2 separate regions of the Mus musculus genome follow, and region 1 is linked to region 2. Evidence: chromatin contacts called from public Hi-C data. All regions are on one chromosome and are shown on one strand. The core of a region is the stretch at or near the end of the contact, and the rest is flanking DNA. Distances in the headings are between cores, read along the strand shown.

Evidence for each region. A called contact is a pair of places that touch in the nucleus more often than the background predicts.
Region 1: a Hi-C map of rod photoreceptor shows a contact between it and region 2, with 5 times the contacts expected there. The contact joins the promoter of Rbak here to the promoter of Usp42 in region 2. A contact is called at or near these places in 1 of 39 promoter capture datasets (liver), 8 of 484 Hi-C or Micro-C datasets (brain, cerebral cortex, double positive thymocytes and 5 more), 2 of 115 datasets of contacts at active chromatin or transcription factors (bone marrow-derived macrophages and large pre-B cells) and 2 of 9 other capture datasets (adipose tissue and liver).

What each region holds. Positions count from the first base shown.
Region 1 is chr5:143,175,740-143,182,914 of GRCm38.p6, reverse strand. Rbak (RB-associated KRAB zinc finger) reads left to right here and starts at 2,140. Exons shown (of 5, transcript NM_001045482.2): 1 at 2,140-2,366; 2 at 3,373-3,429; 3 at 6,324-6,450; 4 at 6,784-6,879. The coding sequence starts at 3,415. Spdye4b (speedy/RINGO cell cycle regulator family, member E4B) reads right to left here and starts at 1,898. Exons shown (of 8, transcript NM_001384193.1): 1 at 1,277-1,898. The coding sequence starts at 1,294.
Region 2 is chr5:143,729,822-143,736,357 of GRCm38.p6, reverse strand. Usp42 (ubiquitin specific peptidase 42) reads left to right here and starts at 4,078. Exons shown (of 18, transcript NM_029749.2): 1 at 4,078-4,195. It overlaps Gm38737 (a long non-coding RNA gene), which reads right to left and starts at 3,903. Exons shown (of 3, transcript XR_868672.3): 1 at 2,506-3,903; 2 at 1,651-1,804; 3 at 927-1,300.

The sequences.
Region 1 (7,175 bases), core at 891-3,390, 550 kb after region 2:
TAGAGCCCCTGCCTAGAATCCCCCAGTGAGGGGCTGGGGGCGTGGCTCAGTGGTAGAGCCCCTGCCTAGAATTCCCCAGTGAGGGGCTGGGGTGTGGCTCAGTGGTAGAGCACCTGCCTAGCTTACAGGAGGGCCTAGGCTCCATCCTCAGGCAAGGAGGTATTAATAAAAGATTAAATTTTGCTTGTTGCCAGATGGTAAAGACTGCTTCTCTGTTCTACCCTTCTCACTTTAAAGAGTAACATTCACTGTCGAGATCTGTATTGTCTCTTTGACACCTCTCTCTCTCTCTCTCTCTCTTTCTCTCTCTCTCTCTCTCTCTCTCTGTGTCTCTGTCTGTCTCTCTGTCTCTCTGTCTCTGTCTCTGTCTCTCTCTGTCTCTGTCTCTCTCTGTCTCTCTCTGTCTCTCTCTCTCTGTCTCTGTCTCTCTCTCTCTCTCTCTCTCTCCTTTTTAGTTACATATACTTTCTGCCCTTGTTTCAAGAAAGAACTTCCTTTTCTGAAAGACCCAAGAGCCCCTTTCTATGCATTGCAAACCTCAAGGAAGAGAACAACCCTGTCACCTGGGGAACTTATGAATCTACCTTGGACTCAAGAGCTGTTCCAGTCCTGTCTGTAGTAGTTGAGAGGTCACTCACTATACCTGATGTCCATCTAGGATCATTATCACTAGCAGGGACACTTGCTGCCTGCTGCTTCTGCTGGAGGCCACATATTACAACAACTGCCGGGTGCCAGGGTCACTGGTGGGTGAAAGGCTAGGACGTTAAGTGTCTAGTTTCTAAAGCCTGAGGCAATAGAGCCCTAGGTCAGGACTTGGAGCTGAAAGCCTGTAGGCCTGCTGGTCCAGCCAGTAGACCTAGGATGGCCCACACAGGTTGAGCTTCTCCTATCTGTGCAGAGCAGAAGGATCTCAGTCTGTTGACTGGCAACCCTTGTTCCGTATGTGTGTACAAACCGAAATCTTCTCTCAATACAAAAATTATATGAGCTTGAATGTCCTCACTGCAAGCAAGGAATTCCTTTTCTGAAAGGCCTGAGTCCCATCTGTGCAATGTAAACCTGGAGAAAAGAGTGTTCCTATCTCCCTGTCACCTGGGGAGTTTAGCCCAGGCCCCTCATTCAGAGACGTAACCCCTGCTTGCCACGGGGAAGGGAAGCTTTTGGTTTAAGAGATAGGAGCCAGCTCAGGTGGGCACCTCAGTGACCAGGTGAGGTGAGAACCTGGGAGAAGGTGCCCCATGGCAGTGCAGGCCTTCCGAGGAGGAGGGCTCACCCTTTCTCCTGAGACCATGTGTGCCCTGCAGCATCTGAGAGGGATTCGTGATGCTTCTGTCTCCTGCTGGTTGCTCAGCAGTTTATTACCTAGGGTTGGCGCTCCAAGGCGCTTGGTGCTTCTGGGATGAAAACGTTACTCTCTGCATCGGCGCAGAGAACTTTTTCTATTGACAGGCTTTGTTATTAATTTTGACGCCAACGTCTTTATGAAGAACTAGGCCAAGAACGTCGTTGCATTAATTCAATAAGAAATCGAGGAGCCGTTCATCATAATGTAACCATCGTTGAAAACTGTCATTGTCGCCCGGCCCTAAATATCACCTTTCAGAGATCACATTGCAGGTAGGTGTTTTCTTCTTTCTGTGTTCTCTTTCTGGTTCTGTTTTTTAGAGTTTCTGGGCATTAGACGTATGTTCTAGAAACCCACCATTAGTGTTTGTGCCTCCTTCTTTGTAAAGCACAGCTGGTTATTTCTTGTACCTAGTACTTCAAGGAAGTTTGGTTAATCGAGAATGACACTCAGTTTTCTTTCCTTCTAACACAATCTTCCTCTTATTTTAGGAGTCCTGAGCCAGGGACAAGACTTGGGACTTCACGCAGCAGGCCGTTTCTCCAGGCTCAAAGGGAGTGAGGACAAACAAGAAGGTAAGAGCATGGCTGGAGGCAGCCATTGCTCTCAGAGCACCTCCCCCAAACTGCTGGGAGGAGGTAAGTTCTTGCGCGAGGATCCCTAGATGCAGTGGCGCGCGAAGGCGTCTGGGACACAGAGTTTCTGTGCAATTCTTGGGGAGAAAGGAGAGCCTTGGAACTCGGACTTCCGGGAAGATGCTGCACATGCGCGTCGCGGCCTGTGCGCGTGCCCGCGCTTGCGCTGGGCCACTGCGCCGTGGTGACTTCCTGCAGGTCTGGTGTGTCGAGGCTACCTTCCCTCCCGCAGCCTTTGCGTTCGCTAAGCTGGAGTTGCCGAGCCTGCAGGGCCGAGGCCGGAGCTTCCGGGGCGGCAGCGAACAGACTCGGCTGTGCGGGCTAGGGAGGCCTAGCGAGAGCTCGGCGCGGAGGCTGACAGGGGCAGCGGAGACGCCTGCTCGGTGAGGCCCGAGGGCGCAGAGCGATCGGGGCTGCGGGAGGGATGCTGGGCACAGATGGTGCCCAGTCAGTTCACCCGGGCACCCCGCTGTCCCCAGCTTGCGGCGCCTGGGAGGGTCGAGGTGGTCGGGCTGACAGCGGGACAGCTGCATCGCTTTGGGCTGCACGGTCAGTCCCGAGGACAGAGTGCAGGCACTGAAGAACTCAAGGGCTCCAGATTCCCACGGTGTCACTCAGCGTCCATCAGCTCTCTTGCTCTGTCTGTGGTCCCCCCCCCCCCCGAGTCTGCCCTTGAGGCATCGTAATGGTCTAGTGCTCAAAATCTGCTTTTACTTCTTTCTGCTCGTGAAGGAAGACTGAGTCTGCGACAGGTGTGAGACTTAATCAAGGTTGTGTTGAAATGAGTGCCATTGTTTTCTAGTTTCTTCCCTTAGTCCCTTTTTAAGATATGCAGCAGTAACCAAGTTTAGTTGGATAGTTTGAAAACAAACCACGCTTTATCCCTGTTTGTCGGACGTCTATCCATCTGGACCATTTTTCCTTTTTGTGTTTTAGTTTTTTTGAGGCGTGGATTCCTTGTGGCACATATTGTTCTGGTAGTGGGTGATCCTCCCGTCTCCGCCTCCAGAGAGTTGGGATTGCATGTATGTCACCTCATGGAACATGGATCCCAGATATATATATATATAGTGCCCAGAATCCTCATTCACTGTGACATATTTTGCAACAGTTTGAATAGGAAATAAAATAAGTACCCTTGTTTCCCCCACCTTTACACCAAATGCCCGTGGATAAAAAGAAGGCAGCGTAGTGTTCATCATAGAACTGTACCCGCCCCCCCTCGCCTCCCACCCCCCATTCCACCTGTTGGAGTTAGGTTTGTGATTTCCTTCCTATCACCTCTGCAGTGTGTATAAGCTGCGATTTCACTTGGTGGTTCCCAGGCGAGAGACATGTCCCTGTGTAGACCAGTTAATCTCCGATTTCAGCGAGCTTTTCCTCCAGCAGGTCAGTCAGCAGTGTCTACAGTTCCCCCAAGAGGAGCAGAACATGAGCAGATCAAAGGTAAGTTTTTCCCGTTTGTAATTTTTTTTTTTCTGACTCCTTTGTAATGTATTTTGGAAGACTTACTCAAAGGTCTGTTCTTGAATGGTAGTGGAGTGGTCTCTAAAGGGATCTGACGCCCTCTTCTGGCATGCAGGTGTACATGCAGCAGAGCATCCATACATAGAATAATTAATAAGTAAGTAGGATGGTCGTGGAGAAAGGAGTGAATAAAGGTGATTGTAATATAAAATACACCCGAGTGGCAGGCTGTCATGACCTGTTGTGTAGGCAGTCTGATAACTTTAGGCTAATGGAGTTACTTGGCAGAGTTAGAAAAAGGAAAATCGTATCCATCCCATCACCTGCAGCTGCTCGTGGGAGGTGCCGTTTTTTGTACCTTATAGGAGGCAAAGACTTGCTAGGATTTGGACATCTTCCTTTAGTCAGGTTGGGATGATTTTTGCATTTTGAAAATTTACCTTGACAAGAGCAGCTTGAGGGAGAAAGGGCTTATTCTGCTCACAGTGGCAGAGTACAGTCCACCACGGTGGGAAGGGCACAGAAGCTTACTTTGAGGAAGCTGAAAATGTATATATTTTCTGAAGTCAGGAAGGGAAGAGGAAAGCATGCCCACCATGATGGACAGTACTCTGGAACATAGAGTCATAGAAAAGTTACAGAGAAACAAAAGAATTATACAAAGAAATCTTTCATTCCGTTTGCTCCAAAGTTGCATTTTTTAAACAGTTTTTAAAAAATTTGTTTTGTATGTGCCTACATGTGTGCATGTGTGTGGTCCAGTATGCACGTGAAGGTCAGAGCACAACTTGTGGGAGTCCGTTCTCTCCCTCCATACAGGTCCATAGAACTATGGAGTCATACATAGAATTATAAAGTCTCATACATAGAATCATAGAGTTTCATATGCAGACTCATAGTCTTGTACACAGACTCATAGAGTCTCATACATAGAATCATAGTCTTATGCATAAATAAATCACATGGTTTCATACAGTGAGTGCTCAGCCCACCTTGTCTTTGTATGGTCCAAGATCTAAGCCAAGGGAATGAAGCCGCACACAGTGGGCAGGCTTTCCTGCCCCAGTTTACCTCATCAAGAGAATCCCCCACAAGAATGACTGACTAGCCCTTGGTCTATTTCTCCAGCAATTCAGAGTCTCATCACATTGACCACTGAGATGAACCATCAGTAGAGGTGGTGAGTTCACAGAGGGGAGTACTTTGCTCAACTTAGGGAAACAAAAAGCCTGTCCAGTGTGGATAGCGTTGAATGGATGTCCTGGTTTGTCTGATGCAGTCTTGAATTGGATCTATATTCCTAATAATTCCATGTAGATGGTCTTTTATTTCATACAGAGGTTTTCTTTTAAACAGTGCATCTGTGATCTTATCACACAGCTGTCCAAGAAATCCTGTACTTTAACCATGAGCCCCATGAGATAGCTCTGCAAGGACTCTGCTGGAGAGTCTGCTGTTTGTTTTGGCTGCAGACCAGTATCCCCTAGATAAAGTTATATGACTCAAGGCTGTGGTTTCTCTTCTCCATAACTCTTCTCTGTACCTAAAAGGTAGCACTGAGAAATTCCTGTGACTGGAATCTGCCTTCCACTGCTCTTAGAAGAATGGAATGTGGTTTTCTGTTTCTTTTTTTAAATATGTATTTATTATTTTTGTGTTGATAATTTGTGTGCCTTTTTGAGTTTCTGTGTCCCGTGTGCATGTAGGAGCTAACAGGCCAGAAGAGGGCGCCAGAGCTCTATAACTGGAGTTACCAGGCAGTTGTAAGCTGCCAAACATGGGTGCTGGGAACCGAACTCAGGTCCTCTGCAAGAGCAACAAGCACTCTAACATGGGTGAGCCATCATGCTAACCCCAGGACTTTGGTTTTTGAATTGGGAAGATAATCATATGTGGTTAGTAACTCCTAATTTAAAGTTGGCCCTCCCTGTCACTGTCAGAAGCTGCCTGCAGGAAAGTGCCACCTTGGTGTCTTTCCACCTCCCTTTCTGCCCCACCTCTACGTCCTGGTGCTTGTCAGTCTGTCCCTTTTCTGAGGCCCCACCTTTCCTTGTATGTCTTACTCTAGTAACACCTTTGGGCTTCGATTCTATTCTCTTTTTTTAATGTTACATGTTATTACATGTTTGCGTTGAAAGCTGAAATAAACTCTACAAATGCTTGTTGACTTTCAGACGAAATATGCAGAGCTCAAGGAGGTGAAATCTGGGCCAGCAGATGACTCAGCGAGTAAAGGCCCACCACCACCACACCTGACAACTTGAGTTTAATCCCCTAAACCCACACGGTGGAATGAGAGAACCGAACCGCTGTGATAAAATACCCTGAGAGGCAACCTGAGGGAGAAGGGTTTGCTTAGCGCACAGTTCCAGGTTATGACCCCCAACTCTGGATGTCAAGGCAGCGACGTTAAGCAGCTGCTCATGTTACAGCCACAGTGAAGAGCAAAGGGCACTGAACTAATGCGTGCTTGGTAGCGCTCAGCTTGCTTTCTCTACTCTTACAGAATGCAGGATCTCTGTCCAGGGGATGATGCCACCCACAGTGGGTGGGTCTTCCCACCTCAGTTAACATAAGAAACACTCTGCCACAGGCTAACCTGGTTAGACAGTCCCTATTGCACCCCGTTCCCAGATGACTCTAGGTTATGTCAAGTTGACAGTTACCTGTCACATCAGAGCTTTGCTTTTGCTTTTGTTTGCCAAGACAACGTGTTTACAATACGATGCTGAGATTTACTGCAACAATACGGTTTGTTTCCCTTCCGGGCTTTGTAGCATAAAGTAAGGTATGCAGTGTTAATGGTTAACTGGACCAGTGAGCTCGGGTGCCCGCTCTGTGTGATCTATCTGATTCTGATCATGTCGTTGCAGGGCCCACTGTCATTCAAGGATGTGGCTGTGGCCTTCTCCCAGGAGGAGTGGCAGCAGCTGGACCCTGAGGAGAGGACCACATACAGGGATGTGATGCTGGAGACCTACAGCAACCTCGTCTCCGTGGGTGAGGACCACTTGCTTCCTAAACACTGTGAATTTAAAATGATTTGTCTTTGAGTTTGAAGGAACAAGTGCTGACACTTCGTCCTTTCGGGTAGATATCAGGTATCTTTACTGCTCCACTGAAAGATCCTACATCTTTCCCCCTTGTGGTACTGGAAATTGAACCCAGAGCCTCCTGCATGTGAGCGGTGTTAGCTACAGCCCAATACACAAAAGGCTCTGGTTTTACTTGGCAAACACAGGCAAAGTGTTATGTAACTTGTGGTGGAGCTCCCTATACCACAGCGGTTCTGCAGCCAGTGAGTCCAAACACTTCTCCTTTTCCTGTTAACAGGGTATGACGTTACCAAGCCAAACATGATTATTAAGTTGGAGCAGGGAGAAGAGCCCTGGACAGTGGAAGGTGACCGCCATGCTCAGAGGCATTTGGGTAAGTGAATAGAGTGAAATTTTAGAAAGTGTTCCTTTTTAAATTAATTTTGTAGGGGAAGCTTCTGAAACCTAGTGCTTTACAGCAAAGGAAATCCAGAAACGTGCAGGTTTATTTGTATTTGGAATTAAGAGACAATTAAGGAAAAAACTATGAGGGAAGAAGACAGTAGGTTAGGGAATGTGAGTCTCCCCAGCAGAAAGAGTGGACAGAAAGGAGATTCAAGACTGACCGGAGTGAGCGTTCGCTTTATATCACAAATGTCTGAGCCACGGTGGAGGGGCATGAAACTTTCA
Region 2 (6,536 bases), core at 2,829-5,328:
CATCATAGCTCCAGGCAGCTCTGTAGGAGCTCTGGAAGGAAGTAACAGCAGCTCTGCCCAACAGGGCCTTGATCCGTGTCAGTTGGGTCAGGCGGGTGCCAGGTTGGAATAAGCATTAGAATGAAGACAAAAAGCACTGTGAGGTATGGGCTTGTAAGCCCAAAATTCAAGATGCTTACGTTTGATTTAGTCTGAGAAACAAAGAGTATTCCAGGATTAGTCTGGACTGTCAACAGCAACAACAACAAAAGTAGGATTTTGGGAGCGTCTTAGGAATAATCTTTACTGGCATTTTTTATTAAAAGTAACATAGGCGCCAGTCGTGGTGGTGCATGCCTTTAATCCCAGCACTTGGGAGGCAGAGGCAGGTGGATTTCTGAGTTCGAGGCCAGCCTGGTCTACAAAGTGAGTTCCAGGACAGGCAGGGCTACACAGAGAAACCCTGTCTTGAAAAACAAAACAAAACAAAACAAAAACAAAACAAAAACAAAAACAAAAGTAACATAGGCAGTTAGGCAAGATAGCACTGACAAATTGTAATAATTTTAGTGAAGACATAGTTGCCTGTCACTTGTTTTTCATGATTTAGTGGTAGCAACATACATATTTGACAGTGAGTGGGGTAAGGATGTTTTTGTGAATAGAACATCAGCTAGTTTGCTTTGTGGATGGAAGACATCCTCTTGGTATATAAACTGTCTTTCAACAGAGTCAGCTTCTGTAAGAGGGGGAGTCTCCCCAAGTCTGCAAAGTTGGTCAGGATGATGTCAAATGTCATAAGATACAAGTTGTAAGTTACATCTAGTGTTTCATATTTGCATACCCAGCACTCAGGGAGCTAAGGTAGGAGGATTGCTTTGAGTTCTAGGCTAGCCTGGGCCACAAAGTGAGACCCTGTCCCAAGAAATGTAACCGTGGATGAAGGAGATGGGTCCTTTATTGAAACAGTTTTACATTTATTTGGTGTTGGGGGTGTTGCACATCTGCTGCAGCATGCTTGTGGCGGAGATCACAGGACAACTGGAGGAGATTAGTTCTCTCCTTCTTCTAAGTTGGTCCCAGAAATCTAACTCAGGCCCTGAGGCTTTCAGCAAGCGCCTTTTCAAACTACTTAGCCATTTCACTGATCTGTCCACCGATCCTCCAGTAAAGTTCTGCCAAGCAGTAAGAACTGAGATAGATGGCCATAACTCATATGCAGCTGTGGTGACATGGACTTGCTTGCCTAGGTCTGAGGTGGTAAAGCCTTTATCGCCAATGAGTCTAGCCTTCTTGGCATGTTCCAGGCCAGTGAAAGTCACTGTCTCAAAAACAAAACAACACAATACAAAACAAAACAAAACAGGATCTAGTGATGCCTGAAGTTCTCCTCTGGCATGCATACACACACACACACACACACACACACACACACACCCTACAGATGGTGTACATGTTTGTACACCCCAGTTATCTCAGTTCTCCTGAGACTGGTGCAGGAGGATCTGTGGTTCAAAGTCAGGTACACAGCTAGTTTTAGGCCAGCCAGGACTATATGATACCCTTTCTCAAAAAAGCCTGCTGTCAGAGAAGGAATGATCCGGCCATGGCATACCTCTATTGCTTAGAGTGGTGGCTATGGTAAGAATTGCAAGGGGGCAATTCTCTTACCTCTGAGATGTCTGCACGATCTTCTAGAATGCACTCTGTGCTTTGGGAGAGCTACTTTCCAAGGCCACAGCAGACGACCTGAAGTGCTCTCGGCGGGAACAGTGTTTCAGGCATAGTTGCAGTGGTCTTCTGTAGATGCTGTCTTGCCCTTCCACTTCCAGGGAGTAGAGAGGGGACATAGCACAGGACATGTGGATCTCAGGGGTTTGATGGATGCCATCTAACCAAGCTCTCAGTTCAGTGTGACACACGAAGATGCCAAATGTTAACCTCTGTTCTACACACACACATACACACACACACACACACACACACACAGAGGAAATATGAGAGCTATTAACAGTTGACTTCCTAATGAGCATGCACACCTGCAAGTGTGTCCATACACATACTACACAAATATGGTAGCAGTTGAAAAAAAAAACCACTTGATGTTGACCTGTTTTTGACATACACACACTCAGACATATCACACACACGCACACACACACACAAAATGCTTTTATAGTCAAATTGTTAAGGTGACCTGAATTAAAGAACATCAAACTTTGTGTAAAATCAAAGCAGAAGTGAGGGCCATTTGAGAATGTTTTGTCCACTGGGGCCAAATTCTCTTTCTTCCCTCATTTAAATCTGTAAGCCCAGCACTTGCAGATTGAGGCAGAGGTTGTAGAGTTTAAAGCCATTATACAGAATAAGACCCTGCCTCTAAAAACAAACACCAAACCCCATTCTTAATAAATCCCAACAGGGGCGGGGTAAACTTCTGGGACCTCAAAGGGAAGTGTTCTGAAATACCATAACGTTTAGCTAGATAACTAGTCCCTCAGTTCCTCAGCATTTGAATTTAATTACCTGGAAAAGGCAAAGTACTGAGCAGGTAGTTCTAGTCGCACAAATTGGTCATTTTCCTTGAGATGGGGTCTCAGTCTATAGTCTTGGCTGACCTGGATTACAGACAGGATTTTACTCTGTAGTCCAGGCTGGCTTGAACTCATGGCAATCCTTCTGCCTAAGCTGCTGAATTCTAGGATCACAGACATGGGTTATTTTACCTTTTGCAAATCTCTTAATAATGGTCTACAGTGGTGAAATTCCATAACCATTTTTTGTAAAGAAAAAAGTTGTGGTGTTAATTTTGACAGGAGATGCTGAAATGTGAGCAACTAGGATTCTCTTTCTCCTTTTTAATTCCTCAAAGTACTTGAGTTTTTTGCTCCAAATACTCAATAGACATTTTATAGCCAACCTATAGGGACTGTAATGAAGTTGGTAGCATGAGTAGGTATAGGCTCCTGACCTCTTTATAATGTTAAAAGCTTAACATAGCATGCTGTGGCTGGAATAAATGAAAGGAAAAAGGAAATATGGAGTTGGGTGTTTTGTTTTGAGACTGGGAGTCCTTCTGTAGCACAGGGTGTCTTCAAACTTGTGATTCTCCTGTCTCAGACTCACCTGTACTGGGAATCATTAAAATGGGACTTTTAATGCCCAAGCTAAAGAGCTTAGCTTCTTCTTCTGATCTGTGTTTTAAAATAAAACAAAAAACTGTGTCCACAAGAGTATAGTGAAACCAGAGTGGAGTGCTGGAGGAGTCAGTTAGACTAGGCTTAGTGAGAGAGAAGGCAAGTGGGTGGTGGGCAGGACCACAGCTCTTTAGGTCAGTAGGGTGTAGTGAACTGGTGGTCTAGGGGGTGAAAGGTTTTGATCAGCAGTGAATGCTCTTCAGGGGTGTGTACTAAATGGGTACCACAGGCAGGCGCTGGAGGGGAGAGAATACAAGGATGAACTACTTTGTCCAGCCTCAGGATCCAGGAAGTAACAAGAAGCATGACTGTAGGACTGGGGCGCAGTTGCCTCAATCTGGAGAGCTAAGACTTGAAGTGAGACGTTGAGGGGGGTGCATGGTCTGCTCTTTAGCCTGGCAGGGCTACGTAAGGTAGAGACAGCGGAGGCCCCATCGCGGTGAGGGCCCGTGGATCGCAGAGCCCAGTGGCCTCGCCACCGTAGTCCGCAGGGCCACGCGTAGGAGAGGCATGAGTCTCCCGGGATGGGAGCTCAGGTGTACTGGCTTTAGGGCCCCAACCCGGGCCACTCCGGGAACTCTGAACGGAAGCGGCCCCTCCCCGCCCTGCTGCCGGACACCCAGCCAATCAGTGCATCCCGCCAATCAGGGCGTCGGACCAATCAGTGTGCTTTCTCCGGCGGAGCCCGGCGCTTAGCTGACGCGTGAGGCCAGCCCGCGCCCCGCCGCCCTTGGGCGACGGCCCCTCCCGCGTTTGCCCGGCCCGTTAGCTGCGCGCCGCGCCTCTTGCGCGACGGCCCCTGGGCGGCGGAGGCCGTGGCGGCGGCGCGTGCGGGCGCGGCCCTGGTGCGCCCCCTGGCGGCCCGGCCGGCAAGCTGCGGGTGCGGCGCTGACCCGGAGGCGGCGGCGGCGGTGCCCGGATGGAGGCACGTCATTGTCCCCCGCCGGGCGGCTGGGCTGTGTGCGGCGGCGGCGGCGGCGGCGGCCGAGGGGGATGGAGCGAGTGCCGAGCCGGGTCAGGTAAGCTCCCGCCTCCTTCCCGCCCGCTGCAGGCCGGCGTGGGGCCGGGCCGCGTGTCCCTGGTTCGCGGCCTCAGCCGCCCCGCCGCCTTCAGCCGGCCGCGGCCCGCCGGGACTAGCGCGGCCCCTCGCCCGCCGCCCCCTCTACAGCCGCCGGGCGGCCCGGGGACCCCACGGCTGCGGGACTGGCGCTGCCGCCGCCCGGCCGGGCCAGGCCCGCAGAGCAGGAGGCGGTGGCCACGGCGGGCGGGCTCGCAGCGAAGGCAGCGCCGGGGTTGCACGGAAGGGCCGGACCCCCCTGGTTGCCATGGCCACAGCGCTCCCACCCCCACCGGCCCCAGCCCGCCCCCTCGGTCCGCTGCTCGGGCGGCCGGCAGCTACCGGGCCGCCCGGCGCGTTTGGAGCTGCCGGGGTGGGCGTGTGCACGCCGGGACAGTGTAGCCGGCGTAGCCGGCGTCCGGGGCCCGCCCGCCGCCCCCCCGCGTGGCTGCCACCTCCGGCTCCAGGGCGCCCCTCGGAGCTCCGGGCTGGCCTCCCCGCCCCCACCCCACCCCGACAAACTTTCCCACCCGGGCGCAGTCCACTAGGCTCCTCAGCAGAACACCCGAGTTGCCCACGCCGTAGCGGAGCGGACACCCGCAAGAGAGGCGGACAGCCGGGGGTGTTGGGGTGGGGGGGAGGAGCCCCGTAGCTCTTTCCCCTCCGAAAAAGCGAGTGTGCCTTCCTCCCCCAGGCTCTTTATCTTTTGGGGCACAGAGAACCAACTTACCTGGAGGAAAGGGCGGGTGGGAGGGATCAGATTCAGATGTTTGAAATGAAAATTTGACGGGACCAAAGTTTTACAATCTAGGACTTTAACCTCCCTAGAATACAGTTGAGATTACTTTTGTTGAATAGCTCTTTTATATCTGAAGGCCTTAGGACTTGCTTGTTTGTGGTTCTTTCAAGTAAATACACTCAAGTAACAAAAAGTGTCGGGGAAACTAGTTAACGCCCCTTTTACAAAGTAACAACCGGATCCAGGTTCGCACAGCTGTTTATGGAGGAGAACTTTTCTTCAAAGCATGCATTTTAAACGTTCTGCTTTTACCATGTCACTCATTCAGATGCTTAGGTCTGTGAATAATGAGTTACACTTATTTGTTTTTACTCAGGGACAGTTTCACTTTCTTTTCTGTAATCATTGATTCAAGACTACAGTAAGTACTTGGTTTGCAGAGTTTTACGGCTAATCATTCTGTTTACCAAAATACAATTAAAAACCAAGTGGTGTCTTTTTTTAAAGTTTCTTAAAACTGAAATGTTACCAGAACTTGTATAATACTGTTTATGAAGAGTTCGCATAACAGGTTTTTTTTAATGCGTTGACCTTATTTCTTCAGTGTATGTGGGGGGACACAATGTGTACATAGTGATATTCTTTCTTAAAATGAGAAAGATAAATGTAGCCTGGCATTTACTTATCGTAAAAGAGACCTAAGCAAGTAATTAGTCTTGCACATTTATTCAGCTTTGGTCCCTGGTCAGGTTTCAAAATGGACTGTTGTAACTTTGTATATCATGAAAAGGTGTTGGGACTGGCTGGGCTTTGAGTAAGTAGTTACCATTCACAGGCCGTTTTGAACACTAACTGTCAGACGCTTCACTTAGACTAAAAACAGGAGCCATATGAACCTGTCTTACACAATATAGCTGGGTTTTAAGAAAGGTTGGCTCTTATAGGTGGAGTTTAGTTTGATCCCTGGTGACTTTAAGGTGATATTCATTGGCTGAATATCCAAGTGAAGAAGATAGATGGGTTCTGTTATTCTTGCCAGAATCAAAACAATGACATATTTCTGATGACTTGAGTTGTGTTTTCCTTAATATTTATCTCCTAAGCCTATCACAGCATCTTTGCTAGAATGAGTACGGTGTTTTGTTTGGTTGGTTGTTAATCATTGTATGGAAAGGTTGCTTGTCCCAGGAAAATCAAGGGGTTTTACTATAAATGTTATTTTAAGTAAGGATAGACTAGCCTTTCCTTATTACGGAGTTTTGTCTCCTTCCCCTAACTCTCCCTCCTGTTCCTTTTTTTCCATCAATACACTGTGTGTGTGTGCACGTGTGTGTGTCTGTATGTGTATATAGAATTTCTTTTGCCTGTAGCATGAGAAATATATAAACTTTATTTGGCTAGTAGGCCCAAATTTTCTTGTGACTGAAGGTGATTTATCTTCATTTGATTAAGTATTCAAGTTATTGACTTTCTGATTTTATGTAACTGCCCCTACATTGTTAAGGTTGTAACTTCACTTGAATTAAAAATTGTAAACAAGAAGGTTGAAACTTTTAAGGAACAA